Regions from separate parts of the Mus musculus genome. Here all the other regions are linked to region 4. A link is a contact called in public HiChIP or PLAC-seq and promoter capture Hi-C data. All regions are on one chromosome and are shown on one strand. The core of a region is the stretch at or near the end of the contact, and the rest is flanking DNA. Distances in the headings are between cores, read along the strand shown. Region 1 holds the start of Pcyox1 (prenylcysteine oxidase 1). Region 2 has its middle 69 kb from the start of Fam136a. Region 3 has its middle 46 kb from the start of Fam136a. Region 4 holds the start of Add2 (adducin 2 (beta)).

Evidence for each region. Promoter capture Hi-C pulls out the DNA fragments that hold promoters and counts their contacts. HiChIP or PLAC-seq counts read pairs in DNA pulled down with a chosen protein or histone mark.
Region 1: an HNF4G HiChIP or PLAC-seq map of pancreatic cancer cells shows a contact between it and region 4. The contact joins the promoter of Pcyox1 here to the promoter of Add2 in region 4. A contact is called at or near these places in 16 of 39 promoter capture datasets (the 3T3-L1 cell line, the C10 cell line, the SN4741 cell line and 9 more), 1 of 15 datasets of contacts at CTCF or cohesin (large pre-B cells), 15 of 484 Hi-C or Micro-C datasets (the AML12 cell line, B cells, CD4 T cells and 8 more), 18 of 115 datasets of contacts at active chromatin or transcription factors (the 230-238 cell line, SST interneurons, bone marrow-derived macrophages and 14 more) and 2 of 9 other capture datasets (liver and pancreatic islet).
Region 2: a promoter capture Hi-C map of embryonic stem cells shows a contact between it and region 4, with 2.1 times the contacts expected there. The contact joins the enhancer-like site here to the promoter of Add2 in region 4. A contact is called at or near these places in 5 of 39 promoter capture datasets (the 3T3-L1 cell line, HPC-7-derived erythroid cells, embryonic stem cells and 1 more), 1 of 484 Hi-C or Micro-C datasets (nephron progenitors) and 1 of 9 other capture datasets (adipose tissue).
Region 3: a FOXA1 HiChIP or PLAC-seq map of pancreatic cancer cells shows a contact between it and region 4. The contact joins the enhancer-like site here to the promoter of Add2 in region 4. A contact is called at or near these places in 2 of 484 Hi-C or Micro-C datasets (embryonic fibroblasts and nephron progenitors), 4 of 115 datasets of contacts at active chromatin or transcription factors (embryonic forebrain, embryonic stem cells and pancreatic cancer cells) and 2 of 9 other capture datasets (embryonic stem cells and liver).

What each region holds. Positions count from the first base shown.
Region 1 is chr6:86,395,654-86,398,903 of GRCm38.p6, reverse strand. Pcyox1 (prenylcysteine oxidase 1) reads left to right here and starts at 1,754. Exons shown (of 6, transcript NM_025823.4): 1 at 1,754-1,931; 2 at 2,784-2,990. The coding sequence starts at 1,820.
Region 2 is chr6:86,294,971-86,298,619 of GRCm38.p6, reverse strand. No RefSeq gene overlaps it. Among named protein-coding and RNA genes, the nearest start is that of Fam136a, 69 kb to the left of the region's middle. Within about 2 kb of position 1,464, at least 8 of the 459 cell types and tissues checked have an H3K27ac peak or open chromatin away from gene starts, as enhancers often do. A contact at or near this core is called in embryonic stem cells, where this site is marked.
Region 3 is chr6:86,317,440-86,320,957 of GRCm38.p6, reverse strand. No RefSeq gene overlaps it. Among named protein-coding and RNA genes, the nearest start is that of Fam136a, 46 kb to the left of the region's middle. Within about 2 kb of position 1,882, at least 88 of the 459 cell types and tissues checked have an H3K27ac peak or open chromatin away from gene starts, as enhancers often do. A contact at or near this core is called in embryonic fibroblasts and pancreatic cancer cells, where this site is marked.
Region 4 is chr6:86,027,283-86,030,801 of GRCm38.p6, reverse strand. It overlaps Add2 (adducin 2 (beta)), which reads right to left and starts at 2,121. Exons shown (of 16, transcript NM_001271857.1): 1 at 1,856-2,121.

The sequences.
Region 1 (3,250 bases), core at 505-3,004, 370 kb before region 4:
TTTAGGACAGACCCCTGTAACAAAACCACATCAACAAGAGAACAATAACCCAAACAGTGGCATAGCCCTTTAATCTCGGCACTCAGGAGACAAGAGGCAGGCAGATCTCTTTGAGTTAAAGCCCAGCCGAGGCTACATAGTGAGCTCTGTCTCAGTAAATAAGAGAAAAACAGACAGAAAATTGAGAGCTTCTCCAAGGAATGAACAGCTCTCCAGAAGCTGGCTTAGGATACAAGTCGCCTTCAAAGGATAGTCAGTTTTTAGAGACATGACAAGGCATAAGGTGGCAAAGAAGAGTTTGAGTTCTTAGGGCTGGAAACCAAGAGAAGGCAAATAATATATGGCAGGAGAAAGGCTCCGGGGTCAGGCTTGTTATGTGAATTTCTTACTGGTGAAAGTTTGTGAAATCCCAGCACACAAGAGGTAGAAAGGGTTACTTGAGATTCTGTTTGAAAAAACAAAGATCTGTGGAAAAACCAAAACTACAAGATATTGACAGGTCTCAGCTGACTAGAAGTGAGAACACCTTGTTCTATAACATAGCACAGCTCTTCCTACATCTGGAGGAGAAGCCTGGCTCTTTAGACTGCCCAGGGCAGAGGAAGGCAGAAGCTGGAAACAAAGAGCTGACTGGTTTTGAAGTTATGCTCTTTGGGAAGGTTGAAGCATAGGGGACATCGTTCTCGGATCTGCTAACAGAGGCATGTCACCAGCTCCCTTTCCTATGAAGGTCAACCAGAAAATTTAGTTTCACCTCTGGTAGCACGCAGCTTCCGATGGGGATTCCCCATTGAGTTGGCATGCTGTCCATCCATCCAGCCCAGTAGCTCAGGCCAAACTAATGGCTTCCTAGGAATTTTACTTAAGATGTCTAAAATTGCCTTTGGTGATAAACCCACATCCCTCAGGTAGAGAAGGGAGGATCCCTTTGTCCTTGTGTGTATGTTTATTTTTATTTATGTGTTTGTGTGTGTTCTGGTGCCCTGGAAGGTCAGAGGAGGGTGACAGTTCCCCTGGCACTGCTGGCACAGGCAGTTGTAAGCCTCAGAAACAGAACTCAGTAGCACTCTTAGCCACTGAGTCATTTCTCCAGTGCTTAAAATTTTGTTATGCTTACAAGTGTGCCAGAGGAAGGTCCGGTGGAATAAATAGCAGGAAGTGCTCTTAACTACTGAGCCATGTCTCCAGCACCCCCACTCTCCCATACACACTCAGTGTTTTGTTTTTAGGCAATTGGAGGAAAGTAGACAGCATTTCTTGTTTTTGTGTCTTCTCTAGTGTCTTCAACTTGGAAACAGACCGTATGTGAGAGGCCACTTTGGTGTTCTAATTTTATTCGTATGGACGTGGGTCCCGTGTTTTGCTCCTCTTACTTCACAATACCCCATCTCTCTTCCTTTTCTTATCACGCAGCTGAGTCCCTGGAACAAAGTGCTCACTTTAGAAATGTTTGCGGCCGGTTTGCCTGGTTTAGACTGAGATTGGCCACGTGCATTCTCTACAAGCTCGCGATTTTGGGGACTGTAGAGGGCACTTGTGAAGAAGGATGCATCTTCAGGAGAGGCGGGAAAGGAGAGCTGAGGTGGCCCTCAACCTGCGCCTTGGATGTGGGCTTCTGGGACCAGAGTGTACTTCGGGGGCACAGAGGACCAGGATTAGATAACACAAAATCGGCGAGCCTGGGGAGCAAAGGACCTGGGTGGGACGAGTGGGCGTGGTCGTGTGCTCTGGGGCGTGGTCTGGGCGGGGCGAAAGCGCGCAGACGCATAGAGCAGGGTCTGCTGGCGGACCCGCGGTCAGTCTGCAGCTGCGGGAGGCCATGGGGCGCTTCGCCGCTGCATTGGTGGGCTCACTGTTCTGGCTGGGGCTGCTGCTATGTGGTCTGGGCAGTCTGGCGAGCGCCGAGCCCCGGGCCCCGCCGAACAGGATCGGTAGGTGCGGGGGATACAGAGGCGCGGCGATGCCTAGGTCGGTCTTCCCAGGGCTGGGTGGAGATCGGGGTCCGGAGACCGGGCCGTGCGCTCCGAGTCTGGAGGAGTGCCACTGGAGGCGTGTGCTAGCCAGGGACTCGGTATCCGTGCAGCTCCAGCCTGGGAGGCCCTCGGCTCTAGCAGCTGAACGCCCTCAAGAGCCCGCCTCTAGCTGTCCCTGGAGCTAAGTCTGTTTGTCCGGCCGATTGGGGCACGCAGACTCTGCACTGGGACCAGTCTCTCTTCCCCTACCTCCAGATCCCCTCCCCCGAGAAGGACTGGGACCGCCTCCCCGCACCTGCGCTCTGCTTACTGCAACTGCTGCAGCTAGCTGGAGAACCCGGTCTCTTCGTGGCTTTGGTTGCCTCGGGTTTTCATTCCTGGGTGTCTATTCCCATCTGAAGCTGTGTCTTTCGGGATCGTTAATGGTGTTGGGGCCATAGAGAGACAAAGAACAAAGCTGGGCGAAGATGGCGTCTGCTTTATTTAAAATGCGTGCTGGAGGGGCCCATTCATACTTCCCCAGGAATTGGGCACAGCAGGGTCCCTGGGTCCGGTGGTGCCTCCACAAAGACCTGGGAGAACCTTTGGGCATCTTTTGACCAACTGTCAGTTTGTAACTTCATCTATAGCACCTGTCTAGGTTCAGGGAGTCTGTCTTTAAAGAGAACCCCTTCCCTCAGGTTTCCCCAAGCTGTTAGTTTTAGTCTTGAGTAATGGCTATTATTGGTTAATGGCTTTTCAAAAACAAAAGCAACACTGATAGGAGGGGAAACAAACGGTTCCTCTTTTCCTTTCCCCCCCTCCGTATAGCAATAGTCGGTGCTGGAATCGGTGGTACTTCCTCCGCCTATTATCTAAGGAAGAAATTTGGGAAGGACGTGAAGATTGACGTGTTTGAGAGAGAAGAGGTCGGGGGCCGTTTGGCCACTTTGAAGGTGCAAGGTCATGACTACGAGGCAGGGGGTTCAGTCATTCACCCCCTAAATTTGCACATGAAGCGATTTGTCAAAGAGCTGGGTATGTGATTTCATAGCACTAAGCAACACTATGTGTGACTGGCCGTATGTGTTTTCCTAACACAGAGAACTGATGTTTCTGCCTTGTCTTCTACAGAGAAGTTGGTGAAACTGTTTCTCTTGCTGTGGGGTTTAGCAGTTGGTCCCAGCTTAGCATCGAGCCACTCTCCTGTAATGAGACTCTAAGCTATCTGTGTGGCATCAGCTCTCTGGAATTACAGCCATGGGGTTGAGTGAGGGTGGCTGTTGCTGTTAATTCTT
Region 2 (3,649 bases), core at 215-2,714, 270 kb before region 4:
TACATGCATCATGAAAATCTCACCTCCAAGGCCAGAACAACCAGCCACCGTCTTAGCTACTGTCACTGGTCTAGGAGTCAATATAAAAGTAGGAAGGGAAGGACAGAAACATGTGTTGGAGTAAGTGGGATAGTGGGATCAAGGATTGGAGGACACAAAAGATGCTATGGGAAGGCCCCACCCATCTTCTTATGCTCCCTGCCTGCCTGCCTGCCTGCCTGCCTGCGTGCATGTGTGTGTGTGTGTGTGTGTGTGTGTGTGTGTGTGTGTGTATGTGTGTGTGTGTGCTTGTGTGTGTGCTGAGTTGAATTCAGGCTCTCATATGTGCTAGGCAGCCACTCTACCACTGAGCTACGTTCCCCAGCTTTCACTGTTCTTCTAAGTGAAATATTTGGAGACAGATCATATTTTCTAAACAAAAAGTAAAAGCAAAACAAACAAACAAACAAACAAACCCAGTAGTGGAAATAACATAGAACTATATAAAAAGTAAGATAAAATAAACAGCTGCAACAGGAGAAAGAGGGTGGATTATGTGGTTCCTCCTTTAATGTGAGCACTCAGGAGGCAGAGGCAGGCAGATCTCTGAGTTCAAGGCCAGCCTGGTCTACACAGTGAGTTCCAGGTCAGGCAGGGCTACACAGTGAATTACCGTCTTAAAACATAAAATCACTCACTCTCTCAATGAGGAAAAGCAGAGAAGAGAACAAAGGCCAGGCAGGAGAAAATGTCAGCTGGCACACACAAACCCACGAGCTACATTTATAACTAAATGTAAACACCTACTCTATAGAAAGGCAGGGGTGAGCATATTGGAAAACAAATCTGGTCATAAAATCTACTTTAAAAATGAAGATGGGGGAGGGGACTGGGGAGTCGGCTCAGCATTTCAGAGCTCAAGAAGACTCCAGTTCAATTTCTAGCAACCGCATGGCAGCTCACAACTGTGTGTAACTCCAGTTCCAGAGGATCTGGCACCCTCAGACAGACATTCAGGCAGAAACACCAATGCACATAAAAATATATAGAGAGCAAATGCAGAGGTCAGAGGACCCTCTTGGTGTTCCTCAGGAGTTGTCCATGTTCTTCTGAGGTAGGGTCTTTCACTGGCTTGGAACTCACCAGATAGGTTTGGCTATCTGGCTAGGGAGTCCAAGGGATCTGGCAGATCTCTGCTGGTTTTCACTGTAGCACTGGGGCTGTTAGAGCACATCCTGTCCCCAGCTTTTTAGACTTGAATTCTCAGGACTGAACTTGTGTGGCAAGCACGTTAGTAACTGAACTGTTCCATAGCTCTATAGCAGACTCTATAGTCCAATACTCTGAACAAGATAGCAAGAGTCAGGACAGTTCTTGGGCTACTCAGAGACCACTCAGGGAGAAGTTGCTTAGCTTACAGTGGGACCCTTAAGAGCAGGTAAGCAATTCCTTTTTACAAAGGACAGGAGCTGGGTGTGGTGGCTTATGCGCATACTCCTAGCTCTTGGAATGCTGAAACAGGGAGGGTTGTCAAGAGTGTGAGGGCAGTTGGGGCTTCACACACACACACACACACACACACACACACACACCCAAACACACACAGGGGCAGAAGGAGAACTGACTTTTAGCAGGGCTGCACGTGAATATTTATTTATTTATTTATTTATTTATTTATTTATTTATTTATTTAAGTTTTGAGACAGGTTCTCACCATGTAGATCAGACTGGCCTATAACTCATAGAGATCCACCTGCCTCTGCCTCCTGAGTGCTGGATTAAAGGTGTGTTCTACTATGTCTGGCACTAAAGACATTTAAAAAACAATAAAGATCTGTGTTTTTTTTTCTTTGAGGTTGTGACCAAACTCCAGTGAAGGGGGGATCATTGCAGTTTTATAGCAGGAGCTTGTGCTGCGGAGAGGATGCTGTGGGAATGAGTGTCTGGCACCTGAGATAAAAACGACTCCTCCACAGTGCCAGGATTTGGGCTGATGATGTCCAGGGCACGCTTAGATAGTCCTTACACCTTTTCCCTGCAGCCTGGCTTAGTGTCACACAAGCATGCTTTACTAAAGGAATTCTCTTGGGGTGGGAACACTGGCCAAGTCCTCTCTCCAGTGTTTCCTCACACTAGGGATCCATCCCCTGAGCCTCCCCTCTCCTCTGACTATGCTGTCAACTTGACACAACCTAGACTCATCAGAAACTAGAGTCTCAATTGAGAGAGTGTGCACCAGATTGGCCTGTGGTCTTGTCTGTGACTATTTGGCCCAGCCCACTGTGGGTGTCACCATTCCCTAGGCAGGGCGGGGCGGGGTGGGGGGATGTCTTGCATTGTTTAAGAATGGAGGGGAGTGGCTAAAAGTTAGCAGGCAACTTGGATGCAGTTGTCTCTCTGCTCTTGACTGTGGGTGTGATGCATAAGCTCTTGGCTTCCTCATAGTAACCGACTGTATGAGCTATTAGGCAAATAAGACCCTTTTTTCCTGTAAGTTGCTTTTTGTTGGGATGTTTTAATCCCAGCAACAGACATGAAATAAGGCACTCTTTTACGCCCAGAGCGGTGACTGGGTGGGAGCTGAGGCTTTTGGTCATTTTAAGGTCTCCTAAAGGCCAGGAGCCAGTCAGAGGACCACCTGGGAAGGCACTGCATGCTGGGGCCAGGGAGTAACCAGCATAGCTGTACTGGGGCCCTGTGTATGCCTCCAGCCTTCCCACTTCTCACTGTCCTCCCAGTTGGCCTAGGCAGAGAGTATCATTTCCACTCTGCAGCTGCAGAGGCTGAGGGTCAACTGTCTGTCAGTTTCCTAGGGTCGTGTGTTAGTGTATGGACCCAGCTCTGAGGGGCAAGAAGCCACGAAGAGGAGGTGCACAGTCCTCTCCTGGGTGTGGCTTTACATTTAGCCTTCGCTCACCCTCGAGCAGCCCACAGGCAGCTCCACAACCCTCTTTCTCACGGTGTTGAACACTGCCAGGGTGCCCGAGCCTCTTGCAACACCACCTCATAGGGCAGGCCTCTTGTCCTCACATGCTCCCAAGAAGGGCGAGGACAGAATAGCAGATATTTAGAGAGAAACTATATTTGTGCAACTTATGTAAACTATCTTCTAATCTTTTCTGTCACTGCTTGTTAATTTCTTTTTCCAAAAGGCTTATTCTTATTACTTTTAATTATGTGCGTGTGTTAGAGGGGTGGGGCATGCACATGTGAGTGTACTGGCCACAGAGGCTAGAAGAGGGAGTGGATCTCCTAGAGCTGGAGACACAGGGCTTTTGGGTCGCCCAGTGTGGGTGCCGGGAGCTGGGTTCTGGTTCTTTGTTCTTGGCTGCTGGGCCATCCCTCTAGAGCACTATTTGTTAATCTCTTATGTAAAATTTATGTTAGACTTTATCATGGAAATGGAATGCATTTGTAAAAGAACACTGTATGTATGGTGTATGTGACACACAGACAGACAGACAGGCAGACAGACAGACAGACAGACAGTGTGAGACCAAAGCTGGAACAAAAATACCTCACAGGTTAGAATAAAACCAAAACAGAGAATGTATCTCACGGGATAAGAGTTCTGTTTACAGTTTCAACAGTTTGCTTGGTGCTAAAATCTAGCTAAGAGATAAGTCTGTTTGTCCTGTGTCAAGCCCCTGCTAATGAAGGCCTCTATCTG
Region 3 (3,518 bases), core at 633-3,132, 290 kb before region 4:
TCTAGAACTTTCGGTATGAGGGTCTCCTCACAGTTGGCTGAGCCCCATTATGTGGTTGTAGTAGCCTGGGCCAACAGCATGACTCTGGTGAATACTCCATGTACTGCTCACCATGAACTCCACCAATTCTGCCTGATTTGTAGAAGGTTCCTATTATAATTTACAGTGATCTTGCAAAGGGATATTGTCCTGGGGGGGGTGCTGGGGACATGTCTCAGTTGGTGGAATGCTTGACTTGCAAGCCTGAGGACCCAAGTTTGAGCCCAGAATCCATGGAAAAAAAGAAAAGGAAGAAAGCTAAGCATGGTGGCACATGTCTGTAGCCCCAGCAAGAAGGAGCAGAGACAGGTGGATCTTTGGGGCTTGCCAGCTACTTGGAAAACTCCAGGCTAGGGAGAGACCCTGCCTCAAAAAAAAAAAGCATGGATGGATGGACTGTATTAGTCAGTGTTCTTTAGAGGGAAAGAACTGATAGAATGAACACACACACACACACACACACACACACACACACGCACACATACACACATACACACACACACACACACACACACACACACACACGCATGCGCACACACGCACGCACACAGGAGATTTATTAGAACAGCTTACAAGCTGTGGTCCAGCTAGTCAAACAATGACTATCTACCAATGGAAGACAGTGTACCAAGACTCCAGTAGTTGTTCAGTACATGAGGCTGTATGTTTTGACTGGTCTTCAGTGTACACCGGAATCCCCTAAGGGTAGGCTCTAATGCCAGTAAAGGAATGGACTTGCCAGCAAGAGCAGCAGCAAGCCTGCAAAGAGAGCAAGCTTCCTCTTCCCGTGTCCTTCATATAGACTGCCAGCAAACCATATGGCCCAGATTAATGGTGGATCTTCCCACCTCAAAAGGTCTGGATTAAAGGTGGGTCTTCCCACATCCAATGATTCGATTAAGAAAACAACCTCCAGGCGGGAGAGGTGGCTCAGCCATTAAGAGCACAGCTGCTCTTCCGATGGTGGCTCACATCCATTTGTAACGAGATCTGACACTCTCTTCTGGAGTGTCTGAAGACAGCTACAGTGTACCTACATCTAATAAATTAAAAAAAAAAAAAAAGAAAGAAAAAAGAAAAAGAAAAAGAAAAAGAAAAAGAAGGAGAAAAAGAAAAAGAAAACAACTTCCTCAGAGGTGTGCCTAGCTGTTTGGGTTTTAGCAAATTCTAGATGCAATCATGTTGACAACCAAGAATAGCCACCACATGGCTCTTGAGGAATGACACTTGAGGTTGACTCCTGGCCTCCAAAGATATGCACACACATGTACATACCTACCCACACACATGTGCACATCCACACAAGGGGTATTGTCCTGTTCCCTCACCAAGTTTTACCACAATGTTCACTTTTTAAAATTCTTTTCTTTTGACAGGGTTCCACTCTGTAGCACGCTGGCTTCAAACTTGTGATCTTTCCTGGCTCGTCCCCCTTAGAGCTGGCATGTGCCATCATACCTGTATTTCTTTGCCTTCTTTGCTTGAGCTTGGGAACAGCTGGACTTGGAGGTGGGAGACTGAGGCATTGTGGCTGTTGCTGTGACCTGGGGAGTCGTGCAGCTCCCAGGCCCTTGGGTTCCTGGGACACAGCAGGAGGTGAATGCATATGCTTTGCGCTCCGTCCTTGCTTTGGATTAATAAGCAGCAACCCTTTGGGGCCAGGCCCCTGACCTAGTGAGGCTCCGCCAGGCATTAGCCTAGTTGTGAGTTGGTGTTGTCTTCATCCAAATATCTGGGAGGCCACCCTCTTCTTCCTCTCTGAGCATTCAGACAGAGCTCTCCAGTGCAGTATCTGCATAGCTGCTGTATCAGGCACTGGCCTGTGTGTGATTCATCATACATTCTGGGCCTGCCTACTGTGACTCACCTGACATTGGAATCCACCATCCGTTTCCCCAGTCGGTGCCTGGTGACGTCATGCTTGGCTGTGGTCTCTCTTTAATTCCCTTCAGCTCAGTACAGCTCCAAACACCTGAACAGTTCCTAAGAGTTCAGAACCACAGGGCACTTACTGTCACAAACAAAATATATACACAGCCCAGTTCTGGGCTCCAGGGAGCTCACAGTTTCCTCAGAAACACAAAACAAGATCTCTGCACAAAACAGGCAAACGTTCGCAAGATATGAATCATGGTTCCTGGTGGGTGGAACATACGTTCCCAGGGCAAAAGGACGATGACTTCTTCTAAGGTTAGTCTTCACTGTGGCCTGGCTGGATTTAGAATCACCTAGGAGATATGGCTCTGAGCGGGTGTGTCTATGAGGACATTTCTAAAGAGGTGTGACTGAGGAGGAAGATGTCCTGTCAGTGTGGGTGGCACCATCCCACGGTCTGGGGTCTTAGACGGAATAAAAAGGAGTTGGAGAGATGGCACAACAGTTAAAGCACTTCCCATACAAGTGGGGCCCCATGTTCAGATCCCCAGAGACCCAGAAGGCAGAGATAGGACATTATTCCCCAGAGCAGGCCAGCTGGCGGGACAAGCCATATCAGTGAGCTCTGGGTTTGATTGAGAGACCTTGCCTCAGTGAACAAGGTGGGAGAGTTATGGAGGACGATTCCTTACATTGAGCCTTCAAATGCACACATGCTTACAGACACACAAACTCAAGCACACACGTGTGCCCCCACACACATACCAGAAATGCATATACACAAGCACACCACACACAGATATGCACAAAAAGGAATAAAAAAAGAGTGGTGGCGCACGCCTTTAATCCCAGCACTTTGGAGGCAGAGGCAGAGGCAGGCAGATTTTTGAGTACGAGGCCAGCCTGGTCTACAGAGTGAGTTCCAGGACAGCCAGGGCTACACAGAGAAACCCTGTCTCGGGAAAAAAAACAAAACAAAAAAAACATAAGCAGCGTACCTGCATCCTCCTTGTTGTTCCCTGACCCGCTGAGATGGAAGCAAGCAGTCTTTTCTTTTCTCCTTTCTTTTTAGATTTTATTTATTTACTATATGTAAGTACACTATAGCCGTCTTCAGGCACCCCAGAAGAAGGTATCAGGTTTCATTATGGATAGTTGTGAACCACCATGTGGTCACTGGGATTTGAACTCAGGACCTTCGGAAGAGCAGTCAGTGCTCTTAGCCACTGAGCCATCTCTCCAGCCCCAGAAGCAAGCAGTTTTTCACTCACACTGGTGTGGGTCTTGCTGCCATGCCTCCTCTACCATGATGGACTGTATCCCTCGCACCACGAGCCAGAAGACATCTTTCCTCCTTGGTTTGCTAGCTATTTGGTCACCGTGACAGGGAAGAAATCAGTTAAGCTGTAAGGCTTGAGCCCCATGAAAGCAGCATGGCTGACAGTATGTTTTTATAGATAATTAAGAGAATTCTTTGAATCCATGGGGAAGGGGGGGCACTCTGGGAAGGGAGGAAGCTCTTACACAGGGTAAGAATCAGTGGAGACAGGATCAGAGGTGGAAATTGGACTTGAGCAAATGGTCTGTTTAATTTGGATGGTGTG
Region 4 (3,519 bases), core at 872-3,371:
GAGGCAGGAGGATGGTGAGTTTGAGGCCAGCCTAGGATACATACATGTTGAGAACTTATCCAAGAAAAAAAAAAATTTTAAGAAGCTGAGTTTTGCTGTCTCCAACAATATAGTAATGTTTGAAGTGGGTTTTACCCCGGGCCCAGAACCTGTGAACTAACAGCACCCGTACATGGTTTGGTAATGTATTGGGGATAAGCTCGCTTCTAATGAGACTGGGTGACTGGATGACAAAAAGAGAACATGGGCTGGCAACGAAACTGTTGTAGATTTTGGATCAGAAAATGATTAGCCTGTGGGTTTTCAAAAAGTATTGTGCTTCTTTCACAGTAAAGAGTTTGTCACTCCTTGTACCTTAGGTAGGGAGGACAGAGGGAGCTAGGCAAGGTCCTGGTCCACAGGTACTAAGAACATCTGTCCACTTTACATAACAAAGGACAAAAGGTAGGCATACTGTGGGGGCGCTCAGTGGTACAGCAACTGCGTAGTGTGTTCAAGGGTCCCATCTCCAGCACCACAAAGTAACGATTTGAAGAGAGCAAAACTACTCAACAGACCTACCCTCTACCACCAGCTACAATCTCCGACATGTTATCCACATGCTAGCAGGAAGGGGCATTGCAAGTCTAACATGTTGATTGTTTTCTGCTTCCATACTCATTTCAAGCACCTTTATTCCAAGTGTTGGGCCAGGTATTCTTTTCATGAGGGAAACATAACTTAAAAACCACCCATGCAATGACAGTTCAAGGCACAAGTTAAACACATGACAGGCTCAGCCAGCTCCAATGCAGTCAAAACTACTCTCTTCCTGTCCTTTGCTCTAGGAAGGATGTAGGACTAGCCCTTTCTTACCCATTAGTCCGAAATCTTAACACAGAAACCTGAGATTTGATTTCTATTATTTATAAGCTTATTTGAAGCACTTGGTTCTTCCTTACGAACTGCCAGAGGAGGAGTGGGCATGAAGAGGTGGCAATGTGTGTCATAAAGACAATTTTTTTTTTTTAAAGAATTTGACAGAGTGTGGGTGAGGCTTGTTTTCTGTATGTTTATCTATTCACTTCTGGCAGAGGATGGAGATGGAGGGTAGAAAGGAAAGGTGTCTGAAGAGCCAGACAATAGGCCGGTTGCAGGCCTGACTGGCATCCTAAAGCAGCCTGCCCTGCCCTGCCCTGCCCTGCCCTGCTATCCTCTCCCTTCCCCCAACACCTGGCAGGCTGTGGTTGTGATTTCAAAACAAGTAACTGCTGGACCCCTGCCTTCTGGACCCGGGACCCAGAATGGCCTTCTCTGCTCCTCCCTGGGGTGCAGAAGGGGAGGGGAGGAGACACAAGAGAAAGAAAAGGTGGGCGCTAAAGATGAACTCGCTGGTAGTACCTCCTCAGGGACAGCGGCCTCCCCTACTCCACCCCCAAAGCTTTGGGATAACATAAAAACGCAAGCCCTGGGTGCCCAGGTATCAATCTCCCATCCTGCGCCATCTGCCCTGCCAGCCCCACTGCATTCAGCCAGGCAGGCGCATCCTATGAATCTGGACCCCAGAGCGCCTAGCTGGGCAGGCGCACATCCCGCGTGGATCCCGCAGGGCGGCGGCCCGGCCGTCTCTCCGAGAAGGCTACACCTTCTCGGTGTAGCAGGCATCACAGACCCTGAATGCCCATGTCCGCGCGCAGGCCCATCTCCAGAGCTCAATGTGACAGATCCGCAGAGCCGCAGGTGTACCCAGGCGTCCGCTCCTGCGCGGGCGCAGCCACTCCCAGGCTGAAGCTGAGCTCGCTGTCATTCTGTGGCTCCAGCACCCCGGGGATCCGCCTGCCGTGGCGCCCACCCTGTTCCTTCTTTGGTGCCCTACCTCGTACTCTGCGGTCTCGCATCCATCCCCAAATTCACCCAGCAAGGCTGGGCAGCGCTCCTCGACTCTGGGATCCGCTTCCTGGACTCACAGCTCTTCCGCTGCGTGGCGCTTCCCGCGCATCCCACAGCTCGGGACAAAGGCCCTAGATCCGCGTCCCCGAGGCGGGCGCTGCAGTCAGAGTCAAGTCCAGAGCCCGCGGGAGGCTGGAAGAAGTGTGAGCTCCCAGCAGTGCGTGATGACAAAGGGCCGGGCGAGTGCGCAGCGCCCCCTCCAGAGCCCGGCTTGCTGCAGCGTCCCCGCCCGCGCCCTGCAGCAGCCTGGGCCAAAGGCAGGACCTGTCCCTCAGGAGAAACCCCAGTAAGACACACTCTGCTCTGAGTTTACACTCGGGGTGTATTTTATTTTGATTTAGGGTCTCAGGACATCTTGCCTTTGAGAGGTAACTTTCAGTGCTGCTAGCTAGTGACAACTGGATGACTAAACTCCAAACCAGATAGATTGATCCTGATTCTAATTCTGACCCCATCTTTAACTAGGCTGGGGGCGCACTGCTGTAACCTAGACAGCCTCTGCTTCCTCTGGCCCCTTGTACTTCTCTACCCTATCCCCTACTCCCCTGGAGAGACCCCAGTGGCTGAGTAGGGAATCAGGATTCATCTTCAGATCTGTCACTCCCCAGCCTTGTGACCTTGAGGATAACTCTGCGAGCCTGTTCTCTCCTGGAAAATGACCTGATCTAATGTATTTGTCACCTGGGCCTTTTCTAATGGTTGGGACAGGATTCTTCAAAGCCCTTGGAAAGCAGGATGTTGCAGGCAGTCAGGGCCTTACACCTCCATCCTGTTTCCTCCAACTCCATGTTAGTCACTCCCAAAGCTCTGAGAAATACGCCTGTCAAAACGTTCAGCCTCCAGAAAAACCTCTAGCCACTGAAGAAGAGCCCTGCTCTCCTGACATTCCCAACAGCAACCCTTTGGATTCCAACACAGTCAGACAGTACCCAAATCTCTGAAAGTGGTCCAGGAATGGACATGTGTGTACACATTGGTGGGGGCATGTGTGCATGTGCACATGAGTACATGCATGTACAGAAGCGAGAAGTTGATCTCAGGTGTTCCTATCGCATTCCACCTTATTTTACAGCATCTTTCATTGATTATGGAAATTGCCATCTTGGCTAGGCTGACTGGTCAACCAGTAGAACAGACATAGAAACGTGTGCTGCTATGCTTGGTTTTCACATCCCGCTGGGGATCAGGTCTCAGGTTCTCATGCTTGCCTGGCAAGCATCTCACCTACCCACTGTCCTAGTGAGTTTTGACCCGATCTAAAGCAATGATTCTAAGCATCCTAATGCTACATGACCCCCAACCATGAAATCATTTTGTAACTATAATGTTGCTATTGTTATGAGTCATATGTAAATATCTGATATGCAACCCCCATGAGGGCTACAACCCACAGGTTGAGAACCACTAGTCTAGAGTCATCTAGAGTTGAAGAATTGCTCAGATCAGACTGGCCTGTGGGCATGTCTGTGGGGTGATTGTCTTGATTGTTAATTGGTATGGGAAGGCCCAGCCCACTGTAGCCAGCACAATTCCCTAAACAGGTGACCCTGACCTGCAGAAGAAAGCCAGCTATTAAGTATGAGCCTGACT